Regions from separate parts of the Mus musculus genome. Here region 1 is linked to region 2. The links are chromatin contacts, called in public Hi-C maps. All regions are on one chromosome and are shown on one strand. The core of a region is the stretch at or near the end of the contact, and the rest is flanking DNA. Distances in the headings are between cores, read along the strand shown.

The links. A called contact is a pair of places that touch in the nucleus more often than the background predicts.
Region 1: a Hi-C map of B cells shows a contact between it and region 2, with 6 read pairs. The contact joins the promoter of Trim12a here to the promoter of Stim1 in region 2. A contact is called at or near these places in 1 of 39 promoter capture datasets (pre-B cells) and 1 of 484 Hi-C or Micro-C datasets (B cells).

Annotation. Positions count from the first base shown.
Region 1 is chr7:104,313,307-104,316,905 of GRCm38.p6, forward strand. Trim12a (tripartite motif-containing 12A) reads right to left here and starts at 2,189. Exons shown (of 8, transcript NM_023835.2): 1 at 2,105-2,189. It overlaps Gm15133 (predicted gene 15133), which reads left to right and starts at 1,725. Exons shown (of 7, transcript NR_040749.1): 1 at 1,725-1,802.
Region 2 is chr7:102,265,932-102,269,422 of GRCm38.p6, forward strand. It overlaps Stim1 (stromal interaction molecule 1), which reads left to right and starts at 1,888. Exons shown (of 12, transcript NM_009287.5): 1 at 1,888-2,622. The coding sequence starts at 2,484.

The DNA.
Region 1 (3,599 bases), core at 939-3,438, 2.0 Mb after region 2:
GATCTGATGCCCTCTTCTGGAGTGTCTGAAGATAGCTACAGTATATGTAAATATAATAAATAAATAAATCTTAAAAAAAAAAAAAAGAAGATGAAGCAGAAAAGAAAGCAGAGAGGATGTCATTAAGGAACTGATCTTGAACTGCCACAGGACACTCCCAAAGACAGCGGCATACGCATGGAGAGCATTGTTCTGGAAGGATCATCTGAAGGGCCACAAAAGAGGTTTTAATAATGTATCAAGAATGAAATGATATGAAACATCTTTTGTAACCACAATGGTATGAAATTAGAAATCACCAAAAGAGAGATTTGGAAAAAATTTCACAAATATGGAAATTATACACCATTCTCTAAACCAATGAGCAAAGAAGAAATCAAAGGGAGGTTTTTGAAAAATGAAATGATAATGGATGGACACACCTCAGCATTCCACTCTATGCTCCAGACAGTCTAAGAGGGGAGCACACGTCTCAGCAAATTCAGCAGTCTAGATAGTCTAAGAGGGAAGCCTGCCAGGACTACATTACACAAAGAAACATTATCTCAAGTAAATAACTTAATACTTGGCCTCAGGCAAGTAGACAAAAAATAACTAAACCAAAAGTTATCAGAAGGGAAGAGAAAGCTGATGAGAAAGACCCAAGTAAAATGTAATGAACAATCAGAGCTGTTGTTCTTTGTCTCTGTCTCTGGAGGGGAGGATAACTCAAGCAAATTCAAGAATGAAAGCACTGGCTTATGAACAGGGACAAGAACCAATTGTTGAGAAAGCAAAACCCACAAAATCAACCTTGACAGGATGTCTTCTGGGCACCTAGATCAGCTTGAGCAAAGCCATGATATCCCTAATCACACATCTCTCTCTCAAACTTTTTTTTTTTAATTTGACATTTTAAACATCAAACAAAAATTTAATTTTCATTCTTTAAAGGTAGAAAGAGGCTGTTGCAGTCATGTGCTCCTGACACTACAGAGACTTGGAAGTGGGGCTGTCGGAAGAGCTGAAGACCAGTCTGGGCAACATAAAACATATCCTCTCTCCAAGAAACCTTACAAAAGTTGGCACTTTGGGGGAAATCTTCAGATGTGTCACTGGAGCATGCTCATAGTAGTTTTCCCATCTTCAAACACCCCTTCCCCTCTGCGTGGGAACTGAACCCAAAGATTGAAAAGTACCCTATCACTGAACTAAGTCACAGATGTCTTTTAAAAAAATATTCTATGAATGAGTCTTATTGAGTTGCTGATGATGGCCATCAATTTATAATCCTTCTGCTCCTGTGTATCTGGAATCTCAAGCTGGGCTGAAGTTTATATTGGTATGGAGAAAATATCTGAAGGAGAAGGAAATAGCTGAAGTTATTCCCGGGCTTGGGACTGTCAAACAGGGTCGATGACTAAATAACAGGCTCTCAGTCTTTGTTACTAAACTGAGAGAAACTCTGGTTCTCTTAGAGGAGTATTTTGCAACTTTCCTAATGCTGCAACTCTTTAGAAAACTTTCTCGTGTTGTATTGACCGCAACCATAAAACTGTGGTCTTTGCTTCCTCTTAACTATATTTTTCTACAGTTTTGAATCATAATATGAATGTATGACATGCGAGATATCTAAAGTGAAACTCCCGTGAAAAGGTCATTCAAACGGGTCTGATCCGGTAAAGAACCACAGCCCTAGAGTATGCGGAAGTACCACTTTATCACACAAAAACGCAGTAAAAAGCAGAGGCTCTGATCCAGCTTTGCTGCCTGGAAAAAGAATGACTGTCATAGACAACAAAGTTCTGGATCTCGTCGACAAGGTACGATTCAAAATTACAGATTGTGAATCGGAAGGGGGAGACTAAATCTGGACAACAGGCATCTTTAAAGTAGTTTTTTGTTGTTGTTGTTGTTGAGGAGGCACCTCCCTCAAGCTCCCCCATTTGCATTTTCAGCCAGAGGCCGGCAGCCCGTCCCCCTTTCCCTCCCCCGCTTTTACAGGATAAACTCACCCAAACAAAAGCAATGTTCTCCTTTCAAAGTCTTCAAAAATCTGCCCCCTAAAATTGCTCAGCCCTTTATCAGACGCCAGAAAGTTGTAAACCAGGGAGAATTAACTCACCAATCCAGAACTTCAAGGTATTTCCGGCTAAAATCTAGAGAAAGGAAAGTTTGAGCTCTGGAAATGAAACAGAAACCACAACTCTACAGACCAATGAGATGCCTTTGCATAAGCCTGCAGAACCCCACTGACTGAGGAAGTTACCCTCATATCAGCATTGGCTGGCTCTGGAAACTGGGGAGGAGTTATGTGCAGAGCCAGGCAGAAACACCTCACCACCCTCACAGCAGAGAGTAATGAGCTGTAGAGGGCTCACCAGCTGCCCCATGGTCTCCTCCAGATTATGTATTATGTGGCTGAACGAACAGACTTAGTCCTTTTCCAGTGCTGATATGATCCACCCATTCATTTCCTCCCTTTTAGGAGTCCCTCACCAGAATGTCTTGGAGGTTCCTATTTGGCTTAGAGGTGTATTGAACACCTATATAGTGACTCAGCACTAACGGATTAGAAGGGGGAAATCTGTAGAGCTGGGAATGAGGTTCTGTTGACATAGTGCTTGCCTATCAAGCATGAAGCACTGGGATGGTCCTCAGAAGTGTACAAAACCAGCTGTGGTGGCCCCTGTGGTCTATCTTCTTTACTCTTCTACTGCTCTGATAAATACCATGACTAGGACAAGTTACAAGTAGAGTGTTTAATTTGGCACTCACAGTTCCTATGGGTTAGAGTTCATGACCACCACAGTGGAGAGCCTGATAACAGGCAGGGAGACATGGTGCTGGAGCAGAAAGTGAGAAGTCACAACTGGAGACACAATCTTGACAGAAACCTGAGGCAGAGAGAGAATGGTGTTGGTGGTCAGAATCTATTGAATCTTGAAAGCTTACACCCATGCCATACCTTCTTCAAGAATGCCACACTCCTAATCTTTCCTGAACAGTGTCCTGATAGCTGAGAACCAAGTATTCAAAAGATCTTAGGCTTTGGGGCCATTGTTATTCAAACCGGCACAGGATGCCACTGCCTTGCAGCTGGCTGCATGAGGATCAGGAGGTCAAAGCCATCCTCAGCCATGGTGACTGACATCAGCATGGCATGGGAAACACCTGAAGCTTTCCAAAGAGAAAAGGAAGGGAGAAAGAAAGAGAAGAATAAATAAATAAATCACAAATTAATTAAAGAAAGTCAGTTGTGTGAGTGAATGTTGGAGAAGCCACCATCACCTGTCTCATCCCCTTTCCTGTTTGCCTCTCTAATTATTTCCCTACAGTCTCTGTCTTCTGAAATATGGAATGATGAGTGACAGCAGACATAACTCTGTAGTTTGAATTTATTTCACATACTTACAACTGTCTTATACTCTTCTTCCTTTCTGATAGCCTGACCCTAAATGAGCTCTAGCTCCCTTAGCCTCCCCGGTGCTGGGATCATGAACTTTTGCTGTTGTTGTTCAGTTTTGCTTTTGACTTCAGTGATTGAACCACGGTCCTTGTGGATGCTGGGCTAGTGCTCTATCCATAGCTATACACTTACCTAAATTTCATATCTTGAT
Region 2 (3,491 bases), core at 638-3,137:
CTTGCTCCCTCCCTCCTTCCTTCTTTCCTTGCTCCCTCCCTCCTTCCTTCTTTCCTTGCTCCCTCCCTCCCTCCTTCCTGTCTTTCTGTCTGCCTTTCTTTGAGACAGGGTTTCTCTGTGTAGCCCTGGCTGTCCTGGAACTCACTCTGTAGACCAGGCTGGCCTCGAACTCAGAAATCTGCCTGCCTCTGCCTCCCGAGTGCTGGGATCAAAGGCATGCGCCACCGCGCCCGGCTTGTGGTGAGCTTCTTTACCCACTAAACCATATTGTCAGCCTTAGGTTGAACCTTCTAAGGAGTTATTCAACAATATCTAGAATAACAAGAGGTTAAGTTTATTGGTGGGGAGCGGGTGGGGAAGTAGGGTGAGGAAGGTTTTCGGTAGAAGAAACAACAGACACAAATGCTCTGAAGCCTGTTTGATGTGTTTGGGAACTTCCTGAAGGTCCATGTTTAGCGTGGCGAATAGAGTGCTTGTTTATCGTGTCTGAGGTTCTGGGTTTGATATTGTAAAAGTGTACACACACACACCACAAGAAAAAAAAAAAAGGCCAGTGTGATGGGAGATTAACAGAGTGGAGAGAGTGATAGTAGATGACGTCTGACATGTATTTTTATATCAACAGCCTAACCCTTAAGCCAGGCAGCTGTTGGGCAAATCCGTGTTCTGGTCTTCAAAGGGCTCACTCATAACAGGAGCTGGTTTATCACTGTCAGAAGAGGGACTGGGCCTAATCCAGTCTCCTGCCTCCGGTGCCAAGGACAGGGGTAGGGCACGGAGGTTTCGGTAAAGATCTGCTGACAGTACGCTTGAGAAGAGAACAGGAAGTATAGGCTTTGCTAAAGGAAGCCTGGGCGGGGTTCTCTGTTTTTGGGGCACTTATTCTCAAGTCGCTACCATCTCCTCTAACGGAATCAGAGAGATAGGAGAATGAGATGGGAGGAACCATCACGGGCTTTACCCCACAAACCTCAAGAGGGTGGGGCCTGAGAGGTGGGTTGCAAGAGCTACACAAGGGCATAGGATGTAGATCAGGGACGGGCAGGGTGTTAGGAAAGCAGATAGACCTGTTAGGCTACGTACAGGTGACGTTTTACCTACAGTGGGATGGGCATTTCATTCTGCTTTTTGGAACAATTTCTTCTTTAAACACTTGTAGCCTCTAAAGGGCTTGACTAGGGGCTTCCCTTCCCTTCAGTAACCCTCTAGAAAGGGTCAGGGCCACCTAGGAACTAGTCCTTTTGCAGTACTTAGATGTGGCCACCAGGGACCGCTGCGTACGGGAGACCGGAGGCGCGGGTTATTGAGAGGCGGAAGCCGATTGGCTGCGAGGCGCGTCGAAAGGGCGGAGCCTGGGAGTCGGGAGTTGGGGGCTGGGAGCGCGCCCCTTGGCCAAACCTAGCAGGACCATAGTCACCCCAGGCGGCTCCAGGTTTGTCATCCTAGTGCGGAGTTTCTGTCCAACCTGACTTTACAGTGGAGTCCGGAGAGCAGCGCTGCGGCCCGGAGATCCGGACAGGGCAGTAGCTGTCACCGCCGCCGCAGGCCTGAGTTACCTGAGCAACTGCGTGTCAGGGGCCCGCCTGCGGGCGGGCGTTAGAGCTGGAGGCTGGGGTGCGCACGGCAGAGGCCGAGGCCCCATCCTTGTCGCGGGGCCGCGGTCCTGACGACCACCAGCGCAGGCAGGGTCCCCAAGAGACCCCGCCAGTTGCGGGGGGCTCTGGCGGGCGCTCTCCAACAGGTTATTCCGGGATAAGCCGGCTCTGGGGCGGGCCCGGGCTTCGCTGGGGGCCGGGCGGCGCGGGGCGGGCCGGCGGTAGAGCACGCCCCCGCCCACTTCGGGCCCGCCCCGTGCCGCCCTCCCGCCCTCCCGCCCTCCCGGGAGCCGCTGTCCCGGGCCTGGCCCGTGCGCGTCCGCCTGCTGCACCGGGGCACCAGGAGCCGCAGAGGTACCGGACCCGGCGGGGGCGCTGACCTCGGCCTAGGAGTCTTAGGATCCCGGAGACATCCGTGTCTGCTGGGGCCTGTAGGTCGCACGCCGAAGCCCTAGCTGCTGAGGCTCACCGCTGTTTCTCGGGGCGAGGTCAGGTGCCCCCCTTCTCTCCTCTCTTCTCTCCCTCCCCCACCTCAGTGCGGGCGGGAGATTCTGCCCGCCTCCTCCCGCAGGGGTGCAGCAGGCTGCGGAGCTGACAGCGGCCCCGCAGCCACCCTGCTCAAACTCTCCGGAAGCAGATAGAGCTCAGGCCGCCGCCGCAGCCCCGGCGGACCTACAGTTGGACCGGAGACTCCGATCCTTCTGCGTCCAAACTTGGGGCACTTGACCTTCGCTTATCGGAGGAGGTAAGCCCGCAGGTGGCTGGACAGCTGCGGCGCCGCGAGGGCATCTTGCTTTGGAACCGTCGGCTGCACTCCCTGACTCTGGGATTTGCTTCTGGGATCCAAAGGTGTCTACAGCAGGCGCATGTTGACTGAGACCTACCGTCATGGATGTGTGCGCCCGTCTTGCCCTGTGGCTTCTTTGGGGGCTCCTTCTGCATCAGGGCCAGAGTCTCAGCCATAGTCACAGTGAAAAGAATACAGGAGCTAGCTCCGGGGCGACTTCTGAAGAGTCTACCGAAGCAGGTAAAGAAGGCCTTGCGGCGGGCTGGACTGGGCTGGGGGCTTGATTGACTCAAGACTGAGTGGCCCGAAGTGGGCACGTTGGAATCTCCGCACATGTGAGATACACCATAACACTGTGTAGTCTCAGTAGTCCAAGAAGTTCTTTCGTGTAGTAGTCATGCCTAATGTTAGTATTTCCCCAGAGCAACTTTCCTTATCCCTCCTCCGGAAGGTAGTGAGAAGCCTCATGGGGACACCTTGACTTTTTAGATCAGTAAGGTTGAGGCCCCATTCAGGACTTCTTGTCTGGAAGAGTAGCCTTCTCAGATGTTAAAATTCCTTTTAGCCAGTTTTATCACTTGAGGTATAAGGGGGTGTGTGGCAATGGTGGGTTGAGGCCACTCGGGATGGGCAGGGAAGATCAGGGCAGGGCTGGGTCTGTTTTTCTACAGCTTGGTGTTCAGGTGTGCCTTTCTGTTCTAACCACCGTGAGAACCACCGTAGTCCCTCCTTTCCCTTAGGAAATCTGTCTTTTGCTTGTGCCCATGTGAAATATCAAAGCAAGTCCTTAGATGGAATCCTGTTTACCACTAGGGACTTAAATGGCCCTTTCTTGACTTCTCGGTAATAAAAAATCCTGGGACCACTTGTTGACTTAATCCGTTTCTTCTGACTGATGAGAGTAAGGATTCCATGTTATTATTTTTAATCTGTCCTTATTTTCCCTGTATACTTACAGAGCTTTGTTTAGCAGTAGTAGCTCTGGCCAATACTTTTGCAGTAGAAAGGAACCTTTAAAAAAAATACAATTAATTTACACAAAGTTTAGAAGCTCACCAGTTCTCTTTTTCTGTTTTTCACACCCTGTCACTACAATCTGCCCCAGACTG